Regions from separate parts of the Mus musculus genome. Here region 1 is linked to region 2. The links are chromatin contacts, called in public capture Hi-C maps. All regions are on one chromosome and are shown on one strand. Each heading gives the region's core, a stretch centred on a gene start, on an enhancer-like site or on the middle of the called end of the contact. The rest is flanking DNA. Distances are from core to core; before and after follow the strand shown.

Region 1 (3,046 bases), core at 453-2,952, 150 kb before region 2:
CCTGTGTTCTGTAGTTAAGCTGCAGCCAAGAGCCCTGCCCAAGAAGGGAGAGAAGGTGTGAGACTCTGATAAGGTGGGCTGGGCTATTTTTAGAGGGCTCTAACTTCCCACTTAGGATGCGAGGCACCCAAGAGCCAGTGGCTGTCTAAACCGTGGACTGCAAGGCTAGCTCATTAGAGAGCAGATGCCAGAGTGACAGGCGCCCTGTCTTCACTCTGCCTGTTTGTTGTGAGGTTTGAAGTCGGTGAGAATCTTCCTATTGGGTGATTCCCCTTTCACTCATTTATCTGTGAAGCCCGGAGATAGCTTTAGAGAAAACGGAGCGATCTTCAGGATCTATTACTAGACTCTCCACACTATTACTCCAGCCTGGGAAAGTCCCAGACATTAGCAGATCACAAAAGAGGGGTGCAGAGTCCCCAAACCTGCCAGGAAAGGTCGGTAGAGACAGGAAAGGCAAGCAGACTGCAGTGGGGGTTGGCATGACCTTGAGCAAAGGGTTCTGAAGCCCTTACAGGGGCAACAGTGGGACCCAGGGTGAAAGATAAACCCTGTGGGAGGGAGCCCCCACTAAGAAAGAACCCAGAATCTGGGTTTAGAGTCTGGCTCTGCCAGGTCTTCGGAATCTCATGGGGAAAGCTGAGAGAGGTAACTAAACAGAGAGCTGGGGAGGTTCCGGGTTAAGGGAGTTATCACAGGTGCCACACAGGGAACTGAATTGCCTGAGCCTGCCCAGTTCATTTGGTCACTTGTTTTGCCGAGGTGCTGCTAGCAACTCAGCCTAGAGATGCTCCCAAACACCCCAGGCACACTTCCCAGGCTATTCCGAGGGCCACAGTGGGTCCTAGGCCAGGATTTGAGTTCCAAGAGCCACCAAAGTCTCTGACTTTTGCAGCTGTGTCCTCAGCATCCTTACCCTGCCTGAAACTGCAGAACAGGTGCAGGGGAGTGTAGGCAGTTCAGAGCACGCCCTGGCCACTCTCGTGGCCCCGGGTACCATCTCTTTGAAGGACCCTAACTTCACCTTACAAACAGGAAAACGAGATCCAGAAAAGAAAGGAGGGTTGCCTAGGCCGCCCCTCAAACTGGAGACAACCAGTGGCCTCCTGCCTCTACCTGGTTGCGCGCAGCGAGGCAAGCGCAGCTGGTGCTTTAAACCTCAGCTAGTTCCAGCAGTTTGGGAAACTTTTCAGGCGCCGGCCAGATCGGTGCTCAGAGGACTCAGCGTCCCCCGAGCGTGTATCCCCTTCCTCCCCAGACTCCCAGGAGGGCTCGTGACCAGCTCACAACGTGCCAATGCCCAAGGCACCCCGGGCGGCTCCCAAGGTCCCCGGGAGACCAGGTCTAGTGCCCCGGGCGCCCTGACTAGGGTTGGGCGCATCAGGCTGCAGGGACGCTTAGCGCCAGCGACCCGATCATCAGGCTGGGGAACCGGACCCCGATCCCCGAAGGCCACCCGAGGCGGCGGCTATTTATAGAGGGAACCGTGCTCAGTCCCTTCTCAGCGGCTGCGACAGCTGAATATTTTGCCCAGATATGGCTGCGCCCCGGCGCGGCGGCAGGGAGCCCCGCGAGGCCGAGGGGGACCTAGGGATGGCGGGCGGGGGGTCTTACCGGGATGCGGGGTGGCGCGAGCGCGGGCGGCGGCAATGAGCGGAACGCGGGGCTTGGCGAGTTCCCTGGCGGCCGCGGGTGGGAAGCCGGGGGCGGGCCCTGTTCTGCTGTCACCGCGCCCCGCCCCAACCCGCCGCCCTCCCCGCCCTCCTGCTCTACCAGGGGCGACAGGGTGCTGCGCGGTCCCCGGCCTGGGAGCAACACTCGCTATTAGGATCTAGGGCCACCCCAGCCCCGGAGGCAGGGGAATGTGTGGTTCCCTGCCTTGTTCTCGGTTTCTCCAACTTGATTTTATGCTACGTTGGAGGTATCTGGACAAAGTCGCGCAGATCTTTACTCTCGTCTAGAATGTTCCAGTAAAGTCAGCACAGCTACACCTAGCTTCCTTTGAAGAGGCAACCTGTCCCCTCGGCCAGGACTGGCACGGGCCCAGGGCTTAATAACCATCTGTGGACGTGCAATTCCAACGCAGAATTGAACGCCTTCTCCCTACACAGCATTGAGACTGGAGCGTCCGAAATCACCACTTAAAATAATCGGAATGAAAGTTCCTCCTTCTTAAAAGGCTAATGTGTTCTCTCCAGAACAAACCACTTAAACCCAAACCGAAGCCTTTAAGTGTTTCAATAAACAAACGGCTCCTACCAACGAATCCAAACAGGCACAGGGAACATCTCCGTTGGATTATCCTACCGTATTTTTTGGTGAGGGAAATCTTAATTCCTAGATGCCTAAGGAGAAACGCTGAAAAGTATTTTCCTAATGCATTACTGTATTATAAAACCCTCGCCCTATTAAGAATGTCCTTTTCAAGGGAGAAGTGGGGTGTATTTTTAAACAAAGCAGGGACTTACTATTCCCAAGGACTTATTTTTAAGCGTTTTGTTGTGGGTGTAAATACTTTCAGGGCACATATTAGTGTGTAGCTTTCTGAATTTTATAGTAAGAACACCTGTGCAAGCCAACCAACAGCCTGACCCCGCTCCCCAGTCACCCACCTCTCCCTTCTAAGACACTGTTTTGTGGACCCTTCCAGAAGTCTTGCCCTTATTGTCAGGTTGGTGCCTCTTGCTCGCTGCTGAGGCTAATTTGTGACGCACCATTCTTTCCTACTGTTCAATTTATAGGTTTCATCCCCAGCGAATTTACCATATGAACATAATATGGTATTTCCATATGAATGCATCCTATTTTAAAAGTGTACTTTGCTAGTAGTGGAAATTCAGAATATTAGTGTGGCTCAGATTATTCTTTCTCATGGTCTGCAGGAAGCTGAGTTGGAGAGTTGAGTCTCTAGGAGAGATGAGCAGAGGATTAATGCTACTTGCAAGTGGTTCCCACTTAAGTTAAACCACTTCGGTTTAACAAGAATTGCTACATTGTAGCTACACTGGTAGAGAGGAGCCGCATTCATTGAGGCTTTGATCCACAA
Region 2 (3,046 bases), core at 325-2,824:
TCCACCACCACCACCTCCACCACCACCACCACCACTAATACCACCACCATCACCTCCACCACCACCACCTCCACCACCACCACCACCATCACCACCTCCACCATCACCTCCACCACCACCACCACCACTAATACCACCACCATCACCATCACCACCACCACCACCACCATCACCACCACCACTACCATCGGTTTTTTGAAACAGAGTCTATCTGGCTTGCTACATAGACACACAGAGATACACCTGCCCCTGCCTCCCAAGTGCTGGAACTGAAGGCATGAGCTACCATGCCTGGCCAAGACTCACCTTTTAAGCAGAAAAATAAGAACTGCTTTTATGCTCTCCAAAAGAATCAGACACAGATCAGCGGTTAAGAGCACCGACTGCTCTTCCAGAGGTCATGAGTTCAATTCCCAGCAACCACATGGTGGCTCTCAACCATCTGTAATAAAATCTGATGCCCTCTTCTGGTGTGTCTGAAAACAGCTACAGTGTACTCATATAAATATAATAAATAAATCTTAAAAAAAAAAAAAGAATCAGGCACAGATGGTTAATTCAGACTAATTCTGAATAATTTCGATTAAAAATATTTTTAACCAAAATTAAGTTTTTAATTTTGAGACCAAATGCCCCAATGTTCTTCTATAATACACCCAATAGCAATTTAAAAAAAAAAATCAAAGTAATTGTCAAAGAGAACTGTTTTTTAAAAATCGGCTTATTGGGGGGAAATCTGGGAGAAGATGGGGTGGGGATTGAAATCAGAATATTACTGTATGAAAAAATCTATTCTCAATAAAAAAAAAAAATAAAATGGATCTTAGACAGGGAAACTCTCAGAACAAAGAAAAATTAGAAAGGACCAGGAAAGTTTGTGGGGAGACCAGGGGAGGGAAAGGGAGCAAAGGCCAGCAGGACACCTACCTGGGCCTGGAAGATCTGCTGGTAGACTTTGCCATTCTGTACTTGGGACACCTTTCCCACTGGCGACATCTTGACTGCTGGCCCAATTCCTCTTCGTTCTGGAAATACACTTGGGACTTGGTCTTAGTTTTTACTCAGAGGCTGGGACCCTCTTGCTAGGACCTCCAGCCTAAAGACAGCACTAGATCCCACAGGACACCTTGTTTAAGGGGAAACTTAGATTTCAAACAAAATTAGGTGGGGGGGGGGCGGGGGAGCAGGAGGGGGAGAGACAGAGAGTGGGTCTTCGCCAGCGCCCAGGGTGTAAATCCCACAGGCACTTTCTGGAAAGGGCAGGATTATTGTCTGCGCTCCACTAGAGCTCTTCTAGGGACCGTCAATCTGCCTCAGATGTCAGATGGGACTGGAACCCTAGTCACATCCTCCGGGAGAAATAGGGGAGTGTTGCAAAGGGAAGGAGCAGTTTGATTCTGGCCTATGCCTACTGTTTGCGACACGCCCATCTTCCTATCTGCTCAATCAGCCCGCTGTCCCCCAAGCCCAGCAATTTTGAGGTCCTTACCCAAGCCTGGAGGCTCCCGCATCTGAAGTTCAGATTCACCCTGAAGCCAGCAACTGCAGCAGGACGCTGTGGTTTCCTAGGCAACGCGAGGGATGGGGCAACACGAGGGGGCGTGGCCGTCCCTGAGCACACTTCCTTCTCAGGGAGCCAGGTCACTCAGCAACAGCAGAGGCCCACGTGGAGTAGTGAAACTCACCACTTCTTTTTAATGTTGGGTCCTTGGAGCGCCCTTTAAAAGTTCCCAAAAGCTAGTAGGAGGTTAGAAAGCCTGTGCAGATCTTGACTGTTGTGGTCAAGGAATCCAGTCTCTCATTGTTGCACGGGTTAAAATCAACCTGTGCAGGCAGGCAGCACAAAGTGGCCCTTGCCTGTAAGAATCTGAAAGACACTGAAAGAAATAAGATCTTTCCCACTTTAAAGTAAGTTGGAAGGCTCAGAATTCAAGGCTTAAGACCTGCCTGGCCTTAATGAGAACCGTGTGCACTAGACCACTAAGAGCAGTGGTTTTCGGCCCATGGATCGTAACCCTTTGACAAACCTGTACTCAAAAATGTTTTCGTTCTGATTCACAACAGTAGCAAAGTTACAGTTAGGAAGTAGTAACAAAAATAGTTTGATGGTTGTGAATCACCACAATGTGAGGAACTGCATTAAAGGATTGCAGCATTAGGAAGGCTGAAAACCACTGAGCTAGTTTCTCATGTATGGTGGGCCACCCTTCTCCTTTCCAGAGAAGGCCTGCAGTGGCAGCAGTCGGGGAACAGACCTGCTGGCAAGCCCTTCCCACACTGACATCTGAGAGTGAGTGGTCTTCTGAAGCTGGCTGCAGCATCAGGAACTCAGGAGTGTTGACTGAAAACGCTACTCTCATTCTTTGACAGAGGCGAATGACAAAGAGATGAATACAAAACCCTTTTAGACTCATTGTTTGGTCCAGGGTGAAGTAAAATAAAGACAGGATTCATTTTAGCTGAAAAGAAAAGAAAGCCTGAAGGTGACCTATAGAGGGGATGAAAAATATGTTTTGTTTTGTTTTGTTTTTCAAAACAGGAATCTTTTTTTTTTTTTACTCTTGTTTGTTTTCTGTTCTGTTCTGTTTTTGAGGTTTTCAGTCTCTGCCCTTTCTCACCCCAGGAAAGGCTGCTGGCTTGAGCTTCTAACATCAGAAACTTGTCCCTTCCCTTCAGCTCCAGCAGTTACAGCTACCTGGGAGCTGGCCATAGTAGCACGTGACCTATAACAAGCAGTAATTTAATCAAATTTCCCAACTAACGTCCAGGAGGACTGGAGCCCTGGTGGATTTTCCCTTCTAACCGGGCGTGGTGGCGCACGCCTTTAATCCCAGCACTTGGGAGGCAGAGGCAGGTGGATTTCTGAGTTCGAGGCCAGCCTGGTCTACAGAGTGAGTTCCAGGACAGCCAGAGCTGTCTTGAAAAGAAAACCTGTCTTGAAAAACCAAAAAAATAAATAAATAAAAATTAAAAGAAAGAAAGAAAGAGGAAAGAAAAGAAAAAAAAAAGAACTGGCTTCAGGCCTCATCCCAGTAGTCCATCAAAC

What was found. Capture Hi-C pulls out chosen DNA fragments and counts their contacts.
Region 1: a capture Hi-C map of macrophages shows a contact between it and region 2, with 4 times the contacts expected there. The contact joins the promoter of Tmod1 here to the promoter of Ccdc180 in region 2. A contact is called at or near these places in 4 of 39 promoter capture datasets (cranial neural crest, embryonic stem cells, liver and 1 more), 1 of 115 datasets of contacts at active chromatin or transcription factors (embryonic stem cells) and 3 of 9 other capture datasets (adipose tissue, embryonic stem cells and macrophages).

Annotation. Positions count from the first base shown.
Region 1 is chr4:46,037,878-46,040,923 of GRCm38.p6, reverse strand. Tmod1 (tropomodulin 1) reads right to left here and starts at 1,702. Exons shown (of 10, transcript NM_021883.2): 1 at 1,615-1,702.
Region 2 is chr4:45,888,831-45,891,876 of GRCm38.p6, reverse strand. Ccdc180 (coiled-coil domain containing 180) reads right to left here and starts at 1,574. Exons shown (of 38, transcript NM_198660.2): 1 at 1,490-1,574; 2 at 928-1,025. The coding sequence starts at 1,511.